Linked DNA regions of Drosophila melanogaster: region 2 is linked to region 1. Evidence: chromatin contacts called from public Hi-C data. All regions are on one chromosome and are shown on one strand. Each heading gives the region's core, a stretch centred on a gene start, on an enhancer-like site or on the middle of the called end of the contact. The rest is flanking DNA. Distances are from core to core; before and after follow the strand shown. Region 1 holds the start of Abcd1 (ATP binding cassette subfamily D member 1). Region 2 holds the start of PMCA (plasma membrane calcium ATPase).

The links. Hi-C and Micro-C count contacts between places; a contact is called where the count stands out from the background.
Region 2: a contact with region 1 is called in a Hi-C map of the Kc167 cell line, with 3 times the contacts expected there. The contact joins the promoter of PMCA here to the promoter of Abcd1 in region 1. A contact is called at or near these places in 51 of 107 Hi-C or Micro-C datasets (the Clone 8 cell line, the D17-c3 cell line, the Kc167 cell line and 20 more) and 2 of 6 datasets of contacts at active chromatin or transcription factors (both in the Kc167 cell line).

The regions. Positions count from the first base shown.
Region 1 is chr4:190,630-197,360 of dm6, forward strand. It overlaps Abcd1 (ATP binding cassette subfamily D member 1), which reads right to left and starts at 3,200. Exons shown (of 10, transcript NM_166736.4): 1 at 2,916-3,200. It overlaps lncRNA:CR44441 (long non-coding RNA:CR44441), which reads left to right and starts at 4,103. Exons shown (of 1, transcript NR_123744.2): 1 at 4,103-5,271. It overlaps CG31998, which reads right to left. Exons shown (of 5, transcript NM_001258481.2): 5 at 6,046-6,731.
Region 2 is chr4:354,937-361,667 of dm6, forward strand. PMCA (plasma membrane calcium ATPase) reads right to left here and starts at 3,721. Exons shown (of 18, transcript NM_001201587.2): 1 at 3,614-3,721; 2 at 374-545; 3 at 95-289; 4 at 1-30. The coding sequence starts at 530. It overlaps Hcf (Host cell factor), which reads left to right and starts at 5,002. Exons shown (of 13, transcript NM_205873.3): 1 at 5,002-5,044; 2 at 5,651-6,070. The coding sequence starts at 5,755.

The DNA of each region.
Region 1 (6,731 bases), core at 1,950-4,449:
ATTTGATATAATGTCTTTGAATAAGTCGGAACATGTAAAATAAAGCACCTTTGATAATTTACTGATTAACTCAAACCAACACTGCCAAGTACAGTACGAAGAATAATGATAAGTTAGCGGAAGAGGACTTTGAAACTACGTTATCGTTCTATTGACTGTAAACAAGAGATCGTTCCATAAAAATTCATACTCTCTAGACAATACCACTGCAGACGGCAGTCCACGTATTAATAAGTATGTATGGAAGCGTTTCCACGCCCAAGCTTTTGAAAAATTGTTGGATATTTTTTCATAATTTTATTAGTCTTGTATATTTCTATCGATTTGCCAAAAAGCGTTTTAACAAGTCCACTCTAACGCCATACAACCTTCAAAAACCGCCCACACTTTTGAAAAATAAGTTAATTTTTTTGGATTAACATTAATTTTCTTTCCCAATTTCTACCGATACTAATTAAAAATGTTGAAAATTTTCGGTCTTACTTGGGCTAGCTGATAACCGGAGAAGTCGACTATAGCGTTCTATCTTGTTTTAATTTCAAAGAAGAATATAACAATAAAATAACACATACACAAAATAATACCTTCTTAGGTATATGTGCAACAAAAACCAGCAGGGAAATAGGGGGATTTCAAAAAGAATTTGCTAGTGATATGTATTTTTAGCCTTACCACACACCTTTTTGGACTTGGCTGTTAAGGTCTGCCACCTTCCCAGAATAAAGCGTTGTTTATAAGTTAGATTTTTTGTAATAGGCTAAAAAAGACAAAAATTATGAAAAGACGACCTTCCAAAGGATCTTTGATTTGATAGTAGGTGTTTTATCTTCTTTTATTTTTGAAAGTTCTATCTTCCAGCTATGTTAAAACCGTTACTCAAAGAGTAAAAGGGTATACTAGATTTATTGAAAAGTATGTAAAAGGCAGAAGGAAGCGTTTCCGACCATCTTAAGTATATATTTACACTTCTGAACAATTTTTTAATTTTTCTCTCACTTTTTTCCCCCATATGTATCGATATCACAGAAAAATGATTATATTCCGCGTTCGCATTCACACTAGCTAAGTAACGGGTATCTGATGGTCGGGGAACTTGACTATAGCATTCTCTCTTGATATTATTTCGGAGGGTAACAGAACTGCTTTATGGTAAAAGTACAGTTTCCCAGAAAAATTTCCTCAAATTGTACAATAAAAAACTAAATAAAAAAAATAATAATAAAAAACTACATATATTCTTTATCGCGGAATAAAATGTAAGATTTAAAGTCACTTGGAAATCCATATTAAATATTTTGTATATAATTTAATTCGAAATTGATCGAGTCTTACGGCAATTCAGAAGGGAATTGCTAATGGATGATCCAATTATTGTTACTGACCGATGACCTGATATGATAGACGCATTTAACAGACTTTGCACTTTAAGCTATATAGATGTATGAATGTAGATAGTAATGGGTAGTGAGTTAGTTGTTTTTTTATTTATCTTCTTCCCTAAATGTTTTTAGCTGTCGAGAACAGAGTGGGCTTAGTTTAAAATTTTAAAGCTTTTCTTGTTATTATTTTAAGTTTTTTTGATTTACAACTAATTTGGTAGTTGATAACCTAAAGGTACATAAATGAAACATTACAAATGTTTCAATGTACATGAATAAAACATTAAAAATGTCGGGCACTAAGAAATAATTGATACTCGACAACTGTAGCAGCTGACGGCAAACAGCTCTATGTCTTTCAGAGATAAACTGTTTAATAGCAAACTTGTAAGTATTGAATAACATATCGCAGAAATGTTTGTCAGATATTAAAGAACTCCGGGGACAGATCGGCTTTTTATTAAATTCATCGAATCTTTTTATACAGGCAAATTGTACCTACAACCTGTACCTATAAATATGTACGTACATACATACATATGTGATTTGTCTTATGCTTTATGTTTGCAATACGAAAACCACGGGACAAATCTCAATCTAAATTGTATTACCCAAATGTAACAATTTAACTAAAGAGAATGCTATAGTCGACTTCCCCGAATATCAGATACCCGTTTCTCAGCTAGTGTACATGCGGACGGAAAATTAATCAATTTTCTGGAGATATTGTGGAATAAAATGAGAAAACAATTAAAAATGTTAAAAAGTGTGGTCGTGACCGGTTTGGCAGCCTTAGGGCGTTAGAGGTTAAAAGTTATTTGACAAGAATAATAAATTAATGACAAAATTTACAAAAATTTTTCAAAAATGTTGGTCCTTTGAGCGTTTTTAGGGCGTGGCAACATGCGTCTCTAGAATCTATATGCTGAACCCTTTAGCTTTTATATTTCCTGAGATCTCGACGTTCATACTTTCAGACGGACATGGGCAAATTGACTCGGCTATTAATAAACGGATGTTTTACTGGCAGTAAAACTTACGAGCGTAGGTAGGTTTTAATTTATACATAACATTTCAAACCCTTTGTTCACATTTCAATGTTTACTGTGAATAATACTCCAGCGATAATTAAATTTTAGAAAACATATTCGTTGAATGTATAAGCATACATTATTTTTATATATACATAAATATGTATATGCATGTATGTATATTAGATTGCTAGGTTTGGATTTTTACTGAAGTACGATACACAGTTTGATTTCGTGAATCATTATAGTTTTCCTAAAGATTAATAAAAAAAAAAACACTTATAGCTACTACTACTTGCACAACTTTTTGTTAGAAAATTTTATACGTCAGGAAAATAAACTATGAATGACTACTTGACGGCAATGTTTATAAACGATTTGTACTGTTAGAATAGACAGTCCCCGAAGGATACTGCCAGGCAAGTGAAAGAATCTAAGGCTATGACCGAACTGCACAAGAGCTTAAAGCTTGTTGTTTTCAGTAAAAGTATGTACATAGCCATACCTAGGTGCACAGTTAGTATGTGTGAGGTATGGATTGCTGTAAGCGTTCTTTGCCATTTCAGTTACATTAAACGTCAATAAACTGAAAAAAATAACCATACTTTTTTATACGCATATACAAACACGTACATTTTGGCATTAATCGTCCATATAATCAATAACATTTTACGATGGCTTTCGATGGTTTCAAAAATAATAGATATATATATATATAGAGTTATTAGTTGTAAAAGGCAGGTTTCGTAGGTTTGGATTAATTTTCAAATAGAAAAGTAACTTACTTAGTAATGTCTCAAACTTTTCCAATCAAAATTTTATGTGTGGCTATGTGCGTAAAGATAGCGTCACATGCTTAGTAACAATTATGGAACGGTGGAAATAAAATACGTGGGCCCTTTAAAATTGTTTTTAATTAAAAAAGATTGGACAAAAGTTCCTTTTAAAAGTATCCTGCAAATTGTAGTGTGAGTACACTTTTAGGGATGGCTTCCTTCATTCTTGTATTGTTGTACCAATTTGGAACAGCAAAAAAAATGACTGAAAATATATAAAGTTAACATTTACATATCCTAAAATACTTCCGTTGATTTTGTCTCCAATGTCAATAAAGCAACCGAGAACTTTGAGAATAATGAGAAGGAAAGATATCGTTTATTCCAGGATTCAGTTTTTCTAGTTACTATATTCCATTCAGCATCAGAACCAAAATCGATCCCCGGAAAAGTTTAAATTATTCATTTGGAAGTTAACATGTCGATAACAGTAACGCCTAAATAACCTAAACAGCTACTTTTTTGGTTTGGCATATCTGCCTCGCACTCGCAATTTTAATGCAATTTTCATTGCAAAACAGCAATATATACTCATATTTGCATTCTATGAAATTTATTAATAATATTAAATAAGTTAGTTTTGATATTGGCAATACTAACAACAAAAATTTGTATATACATAAACAATATAATTTTTCGTTTCCGCAAAATAGAAAATAATTTAAAACAATAAGTGCTGTAAGGAACAAAAGAAGATTTTAGACAAATAAAAGGTAAAAAATAGTATTATACATAATACATAGTAGTTGTGGCAGCACGTTGCATATAACTGTGTCTCAAATGTACAAACGATTACGAACTTTCACTATCACATCTGCTAAAAAACCATTTGATAATGGAACTGGGCTATGACAATGATCGATATTTTATGAAAAAAAACGTGTAATATCTATATATATTAATACGAACACACAAAGATAAAATGTTTTTTCCAAGACTTTAAAAAGTGGTTGAACAAAAGTTTGTGAACATTTTAGGATAAGTGCCAATATTATACATAAATCATTCGACTATCTATCACTCTTGGCGCTTTGGAAGATAGACAGGACTTCCTAATAATAACAAAGCTCACAAAAACCTTATTCAACGCTAACAACTCCCCAATCATAAAAAATATTAAAATCATACCGCTCATCAAAACGTCCCCCATACAAATCAGCAATAGACCGAATAATAGAAAAAGCAAAGCCCATTAACTACCATTTAAACAACAAAAAATACCCGCGCAGTCCTTACCTCCCTGGAACACCAATCTCTCCAAAATTGACACAACACTCAATAAGTTCAACGAAAGCAACACGACCCCACAACTTTTCAGGAGACTTTTTACAGAAAAGCAAACGAACGGTCTTCGCAGCAGAGCTTCTAGCCCTTATAGGCCCTAAAAACCAACAAAAATAAAAGAGGAAAATTCTGCATATGTTCAGACTCACTTTCCGCTATTAAAAATCTAAACAACAGCGATCACTACATATCTCACGCACGCAACCTACTACAAAAATTCAATACCAATTTTAAACTCCTTTGGATACTAGGACAAGTTGGAATACAACAAGCCAACCACTTACAACTATTGAATAAGAAATACCTAACCAAGATGAAAAAAACTTGGTTTCAAACATCCAACAAATCATCTTATCAGACTCGGGACATACACTAATAACACACAAGCACTACCTCGACCAAACCCAACAGACAATCAGTCAGTTCTGCAACGACAAACATATTAAATATCCTTAAATACATTTATATCGTCAATCTGTACTACCAGCTATAATGTAACCTTAACAAGATTATTCTATCCATCTAGATGTAAACAAGGAGGAAGGCCTCTGCTGCCGCAGCTTTTATTAATTCACTAGCTCTTAATTTAAATTATTTGTTATTTTATTAGAAATGCTTACTTATATCTCTTATATATTTTTAATGGAATCAAGTATATACATTTATTTTACGACTAACAGTAAAAATTTAGTTTACAAAAGAATTATATATCAAGTAACAGTGTTTATACCCGTTACTCGTAAAATAAAAATGTACACTACATTCGTTGAAAAGTTTGTAACGGGCAAAAGGAAGCGTTTAAGACCATGTAAAGTATATGTATATATTCTTGATAAGGATCAATAACCGAGTCGATCTAGCCATTTCCGTCTGTCCGTATGAACGTCGAGATCTCAGGAACTATAAAAGCTATAAGGTTGGGATTCAGCATACAGATTCCAAAGACATAGACGCAGCGTAAGTTTGCCCATTATGCCACGTCTAACACTTTTGAAAATGTTTAGATTTTTCTTATTTTTATTGTTTGTCTTGCTAATTTTTATCTATATACCACTGTGGCCATGGTTATCCTTTCACCAATAAAACGCCCTAAAGGGTCACGGACGCACTTTTAAAAAATTGATTAAAATTTTGTCTCATATTATTCTCTAATATCTATAGAAACACCAGAAAATTATTAAATTTCACGTTCGCATTGCCACTAGCTGAGTAAGCTGGGTATCTGATAGTCGCGGAACTCGACTATAGCATTATCTCTTGTTATATATGTATGTATGTTATAATTGTGTGATTTGTATAATTATTTATTCGTAGCCATGAATAATAAAGAAAAATGACATGATTGTCCGACCAGGTTCAATCCAACATACACAATAACCGCAATATATAAAATCCGTCAAAATATCCAATATAAGTTACGGTAAGATACTTATATTCCAATCCTTTTTACTAAATAATAAGTAAAGATATGTAAATGCTGTATTTAATATTTATTTTTGCTTGGCTAGCTTATTTAAGGTAATTACATTCAAGAACATGCATACATGTTGCTTCTTTTTCAATGTGTACAAAGTTTATGAATAATTGTAATTCAGAAATATTCTTTGTAAATACTTATCATTATTATTCAGAGATATTAATATTCCATATTAAAATTAAAATATGTACAGTGTATCTTTAATATTAATAATTTATGTATGGCTTCCTAATACGACAGTAAAATAATATTCTTACAATTGAACACCTAAATATAATTATTAATAAGGATCCGTATATTTTGGAAGATTTAACAATAGAAAATGCAATACCCTTAACTAATCAGTACTATGTAATTAACGTTTAATTGTAACAGGCTTTTAACTTATATTAAACGAATTTAGGTTGTTGTAGTCTTAAGAATTTTTTTATTTTTATAAGCCGATAAATATAAGAGTTGTACGACTCTAAAACTTATTTTGCAATATTATGTTATACGGCCTTTTTAAAATACTTATCTTACATGAAAACCAATATTTCTTTTATGAACTTTAAACTGGCAAAATTATATTTTTTATATTTTTGTTCCATACATATGAGAACAAAATCAATTATTTTCATTTTACAAACTGCAAAAATTCAACTGAAATGATAATACAAAATATTTTTAAATCATAATCTAAAAATATCATGTTATATATTTAATTTTTCAAGTTCGTATCCTG
Region 2 (6,731 bases), core at 2,471-4,970, 160 kb after region 1:
CATGGTGTTCTTCCTCCTCCTGCAACACAGCTGTAAAAAAAAACAATATTAAAAGACAATATTTTATTACGGACCACAAAACTGAACTACTTACGCGCATCCTCGTCGGCGGGTTTATAAAATGATAGACCAAGCGATACTAATGCAGCTACCTCTAATATAATAAGGGTCACATCTTGAAGAGCCTCCCAGACTAGAGTCAAAAAGGTCTTTGGTGGCTTCGGTGGTATAACATTGGAACCGAATGTTTCACGTCTATGCTCTTCGTCAGCTTTCGATCCACTTAGGCCTTATGGTAATTCAATTAAAGTATTGTAAAAGTAAACTCAATATAAATTAAATACATTAATATTGTAAATAGAGAAAAACTTACCTTCATTGGGAGATGTGTATAACTTTTTACATAGTTCGTGAATGCCACCATTTTCAGCTATCTTCATTACACCCTCACGACCACGATGCTCCATGAGCTCGCGCAGTTGTTTAAGTGAAATTCCATATTGCGCCGGTCTTCCATCTATAGTGGCCATTTGTTATGGTCTTATCTGTATTTAAAAATGTATAAATTCAACAGAAGCCTAACATCTAGATAGCGCAGATAATTTCTTTATTTTTAAAAGTACTTCCCAACGAATATTTTCTCTAGTTAACGCGCAAGGGAGTAATAGGAAGATATGCAAATGGACCATTTATGTATGTATATATTTTTTGCTTTCGAGTATCTGAAATTTGAATTTATTAAAAAGTCGAGAGCACTACACCGCTAGATAACCAAGACAAACGGTAAAACGCTCTGCCGAGACACCGACGATCGCGGTAGGCGCCAAATTTTTATGTGTGATAAAAGGTAATGAAAATAATGTGGATTTAGTAGAACACGAAGGCAAAAGAAAATATAACTGTGGTCTCATTTCACGGATTCTTTGCTTTAGTGAATTTGTTTGTCAACATACAATATATAAATCGCACTAGTCTTAAATTGCGTACTAAATTGAAAGTTATTTTTGTATCTACTGACAATGGATCCGTTGACCATATAATTTCTTTCAAACCGTAACTGTATATATGTACGTAACAATTTGAACGAACTTCGCGGTTTTTGGGAAATGCGGATCAGTTGTCTATATATAAAAGTGTGCCATGCAATTTTTGTGAGCAGTTTCTGAGAGCTGCGCATACACTAATATAATTAAGAAATCTCTATTCAAATTGACTTATTTTAGAAGCCAGACAACATGACAATTTTCAACGTGTAATTCTTAGTGCTAAAATGGCACTTAGTTATTGATCATTTATAAAAACAATAGATTTACTTGTTAGTAAGCTGTTGTCATACAAAAAAGGAACGTGTGTGACGCATTGCCGTGTTCAAGATAATGCAATAAATATCTAGCTAAAAGTAGATCGATCCGATTCGTTTCTTTCCAGGAAATTGTTATTAAATAATCTTATTTTTGTCAACGATAAGCTTCCAATCTGATTAAGACAATGGCATAATACTATTAAAAATCAATTTTGACCGAATTATGTAAAAACTTTAGCATAGCATAGTCAAATATTCTAGTGTCTTTGGCATAGTTGAGTTCACAAAGATATCCTAAGAAATTTTTTTATTTATGATTCATATTTATATATCATATTCTAGCAAGAAAGTTACACAATGGTTTGACTGAGTAGTCAATCTCGACTACACAGTCAAGCTTTTTACACCCGTTTCTCGTTGAACAGTATGTAACAGGCAAAAGGCGTTTCCAAACATATAAAGTATATATTCTTTGATCAGGATTAGTAGCAGAGTCGAACTGACCATGCCCGTCTGTCTGTTCTCAGAAACTTTAAAAGCTAGAAGGTTGTGAGAGGCATATACGCAACACAAGTTTGTTGACCGATGTTGGCACGACCACTCTAACGCCCACAAACCCAAAACTGCCACGCGAACTCTTTTTTAAAATTTCATATTATTATTAGGTCTTGTAAATTTTAATCGATTTGCCAAAAAAATTTTTATCTTTGAGAAATGATTTAATATTTTTGGACTAAATCAGTTGTTTTCGCTATTTCTATCGATACGCCGAAACCATTTTGTCTACGCCCACTCTGACCCCTAAAAACCGCCCAAATTAATCCCGTCCTCATCTTAGAGCAATAAAATAAATTTTATTTCCCCAATTTCTACCGATATTTCCACTTGGACTAGCTGAGTAACGGTCATCTGATAGTTTAAATTACATTTTAAATTCGATGCAAAATTTACGAAGAACATAAACGTATACCTGTTTCATAAGTTATCTTATTTTATTGAAATTTATTGAAAGCTTTCAATTCTGAATCTGATACTCGGTTCAAAAGATTGCGGCGTTTTCAGAGTTCTTCAGTGGAACAAGTTGATCGATTCGGAAATTTCATCATCACGTAATAGAACAGAACTTGCGAGAAGGAAAGACATAAATAGTTTAAATTAACTAACAAGTCAATTTTGATGTTCCTAACATCCAATTTGTATTAATTCTTTAAATTTCCGATTCACTTATTAAACAAGACAGAATCCTATACTCAGCTAGCGGAAATGCGAGCGTAAAATTTGGCATATAGATAGATAGTGTGGAATAAAATGAGAAAAAATTAAAGTGAGTCAACAAACTTGCTCTGCGGCTTTAGAATCTTTATACCGAATCTCAAACATCTTTTATAGTTCCTGAGATCTGGATTCATACGTTCATAGATCGACTCGGCTATTGATCCTGATCAAGGATATATATATATACTTTATATGGTCGGAAACGCTTTTTTCTGCCTGTTACGTACTTTTCAGCGAATCTATTATACCTTTTACTCTACTAGTAATGGGTATAAAAACACTGTTTTCATTTACACAATTGTACTAAACTAAAAGTTTTCATATTGATGAGGTGTGAACGATTTCCATAAATAGAATAAATTCACGCATATGTATGTACGTCAGGGAAGTCATTTTACATGTATCTATTTTAGTTCTAGTTGACAAATATTCGAGCCATTGGCCAAAATTTTTGCAACAATTACATGCTAGTCGGTAACTGGGCCTCACTCTATTTTTTGCACATGTTAAATTTACATATATAGTACACACATAGTACGTGCACATGAATTTTTTGATATGAACACACAGTAAATGAACAGGTGCACAGGAAATGTATCCTATACCGTTGATTCTATATTTCCTAATAAAAACATAAACATACTCAGGGTAAAAGTATTATAAACCCAATCAATTCAAATTCATTGAAATATTCGAGACTTGTTCAAAGGAAGTGCACCCCACCTTCTCTTCACCAACAGAAATCTTACGTCATGTCACGACAAGAGCTACATACATACATATGAATTGGTGTTGGCCATATTGACCATGGAGTAATATGATGAACCTTCGAGCAAATGAAAATTGTACACATTTGGATTTGATTCTGGGCTACTCTATCAGTAACTTTCAGCTTTAATTTCATTTCGAGAACAGCGTATGTTCGGAAAACATACAATATAAAATGATATCATGTTCATTTCCTGGCCCCATTACATTCCTTTGCGTACCCATTCGTTTAACTGTTAAAAACTGCATTTTTTTTGGAATACGTACACAACTAGAAGGCGAAATAATTGTACACGACTCAAGTTAAACGCCACAATATATAGCGAAATATTTAATATAAAGTACTGACACTGTGACGCCTTCCTTTTCAGCAGTATTTATTTTTCCACAGGGAAATATATATCGATATATCAAACTTTTACTATCGAAATCACTTAGTTTTCACAAAACTGTAATATTCTAATATCGATGTATTTTCACATGTAGTGTAAAAATAAATTATTTTATTACGCCGCGCTAGCACAAATGTTCGTGTAGCATATCTCTCTTACGTCGTAATACCTCTTCACTTTTCTTTTTAGTTAAAATGTTAGAAAATCGGTTATGCCTACATATAAGTTTACACTGAACTGCGGCAAAATCTCAGCGCCACAGTTATTTAAAGAGAAGTATTTGAAAGATAGCTGTCCAGCTGTTTGTCTGAATTGTCGCATCAACTTATCTTTTGCTTGCCTATCTTACGTTAGTACTGCGACGATCACCTTCTTATGAGATAAGAGCATAAACGTTTCTTTACACTCGGAAAATATAAATGTAATTGTGTTAAAAATATATTGATTGGCACTATCACATAAAACAAAACCATGTTAAAAGCCAATACATAATTTATTATTTATTAATAAAGTCCATACTTCTGAAACCAAGAAATCGGAACGAGTTTACATATACCATAGGAATATTGTTAAAGCATTTACATATATACATTTAACATTCTATACTCTCTATTCTAAAACACCCAAACATTATGTATAATGCATAAAACTCGTTGAAAACTACATATTTTATTTGTAGAGTAATAGGGTGTACAAAATTCCTTGAAAAGTATAAAACCTTTTTCATTCTTTTCAATACCCTACGGACCATTAATTTTGAGAACCAGCATGTCCTTGTTTCGCTTTTGCACTTTGCATCGATTGAATTAGAAGAGTACAAACAACGACCTGTCCAGAAATTATTGTATATATGTATATGTATGTATATACATATATGTATGTATATCATTTATATATGATTTGATTCATATTCGCACCACAAATATTAATTCGAAAATGATCGTCAAAGTAAACATTATTTCCGACACTAAACCTCACTTAACTTATGTAACAACAATCCCTATCTAGATTTATAAAAGAAAAATTCTCTAGACTTCAAATTATTTGTGTGTTCCATTGCGTATGAACTCATTTCTGTTGAGCTGTTATAAAATTATTAAGTTTCTATTAAAAAGTAATAATATCTTCAAATATTTTTTCTGCAGTGGAAACATAGTGGAATGCTAATTTTGTAAAATACGCTTATATACTGTTTCCGCTTTTGCGGTCAAATAAGTGGGCAATGTTCAGATTTTAGCTTAAGCAATCTATGTATCGATATTTTTCTTCTGTAAGTTCACCTCTAATAAGTAATTGCGTGTGTGAGGTCTCAGTTCGGCTTTTAATTTTGATAATTCTTAATAGTGTTTGTCTTTTTGAACATTAAAAGTGAAAATTGTCGTATAGCATTTAAATATGAACTTCATATAAAATATCTCTCAAATATCAATTATTTTCCAAGATTTGATTGGCTGATTTGTTAAAGTTTTTGCGCGTAGACCTAATCCATTATAGGGAAGCGTCTAGTTCCAGCATTGCCAGGCCAAAATAAATTGTGCATTACATAGAGAATGCCTTTGGGTTTTTAGTATTTTACAATTAAAGGAAACACATAAGCACAAAGCCATTCGGTATATAAATACTCCTTTAAGTATCAGCATACCTTTGTACTAGCTGTTTTTAATGCATTCATATTTAGTATATGGTAATCATTTTTAAACATATTTATTCAAACTTTAAAAACTCGATTTAAACTGTATTTTGAGGAAATTCAGTGCTTTGATCGCAGAAGTTAAACTACAAGTAATAGTTGTGGGTTTTAAAATCTTGTCGGATGCTTTGTTTTTGTTTTGAAAGGTTTTGCATTTATGAAGCTAAGAACTAAATAAGTGTCTTTAAATCGTAATAATATATTTAAATTTTAATTTCCCAGATGGACTACGCACCGTGAAAGGAAATGCAAACCTAATTTGTAGCTGTCTACAATAATCAAGTTATATATATATATTATCAAAACAATAAATTGCTGGCCATAATATGGAAGGCTCAGACTTTGTGGATCCAGCCTTTTCTTCAGGAGAACGAATATCGGCATCTGATCTCAATTCGGAGCATATTATTCAGGCCGAGAATCACAGTTTTGCTAATCGAATTTCTATGGATATGGATGTCCCTGATGGGCACCAGCTGGACAGCAACTTAACCGGATTTCGATGGAAGCGAGTTCTTAACCCAACCGGACCGCAGCCCCGCCCGAGACATGGACACCGTGCGATAAACATCAAAGAGCTAATGGTCGTCTTCGGCGGCGGAAACGAAGGAATTGTTGACGAGTTGCACGTTTATAATACTGGTAACTATATTGGGCCTGGTGCTGTTTTGCCATATGTATAACCGTATTCGGTTAGCCGAAGTTCTGAACAAAATAGTATACCAACAGAGTATGCATTTTAAGAATAGGATGTGAGGATGCACTCGCTCGATCGACTCGAATTACAACATCCGTTTATCAAATTTTAAAGTGATAATGATGATTAAGTGAAACATGTTCAATAAATTAACATATTTAAGAAAAATTAAATGATATAAAAGTAATAACATTTCTGAAACATTATTTTAATATAAAACCTACACCTTAATTTTCTATAGAAGCTATACTTTTTGCATTATAAATTAATGACTAGCGATTGACTGACAGGAAAAATGTAATAGAAAAGTTATAGTATTTGAATCGGTAATAAAAATTTTGTAGCTAGCATAGAAAATCTCCAATTTAAAATAAGAGAGAACGCTACAGCCGATTTTCCCGACTATCAGATACCCGTTTCTCAGCTAGTGTGAATCTGAACTCGAAGTTTCATCATTTTCAAATTGTTCAATTGTTCAAAAGTGTGGGCGTGTCGGCTTTAGGGCGATAAAGTGGGCGAAGCAAAAGATTTTTGCCAAATCGATAGTAATTTAAGCGACAAATAAAATAACAATAAAATACCCAAAAGTTTTTCAAACATATGGTC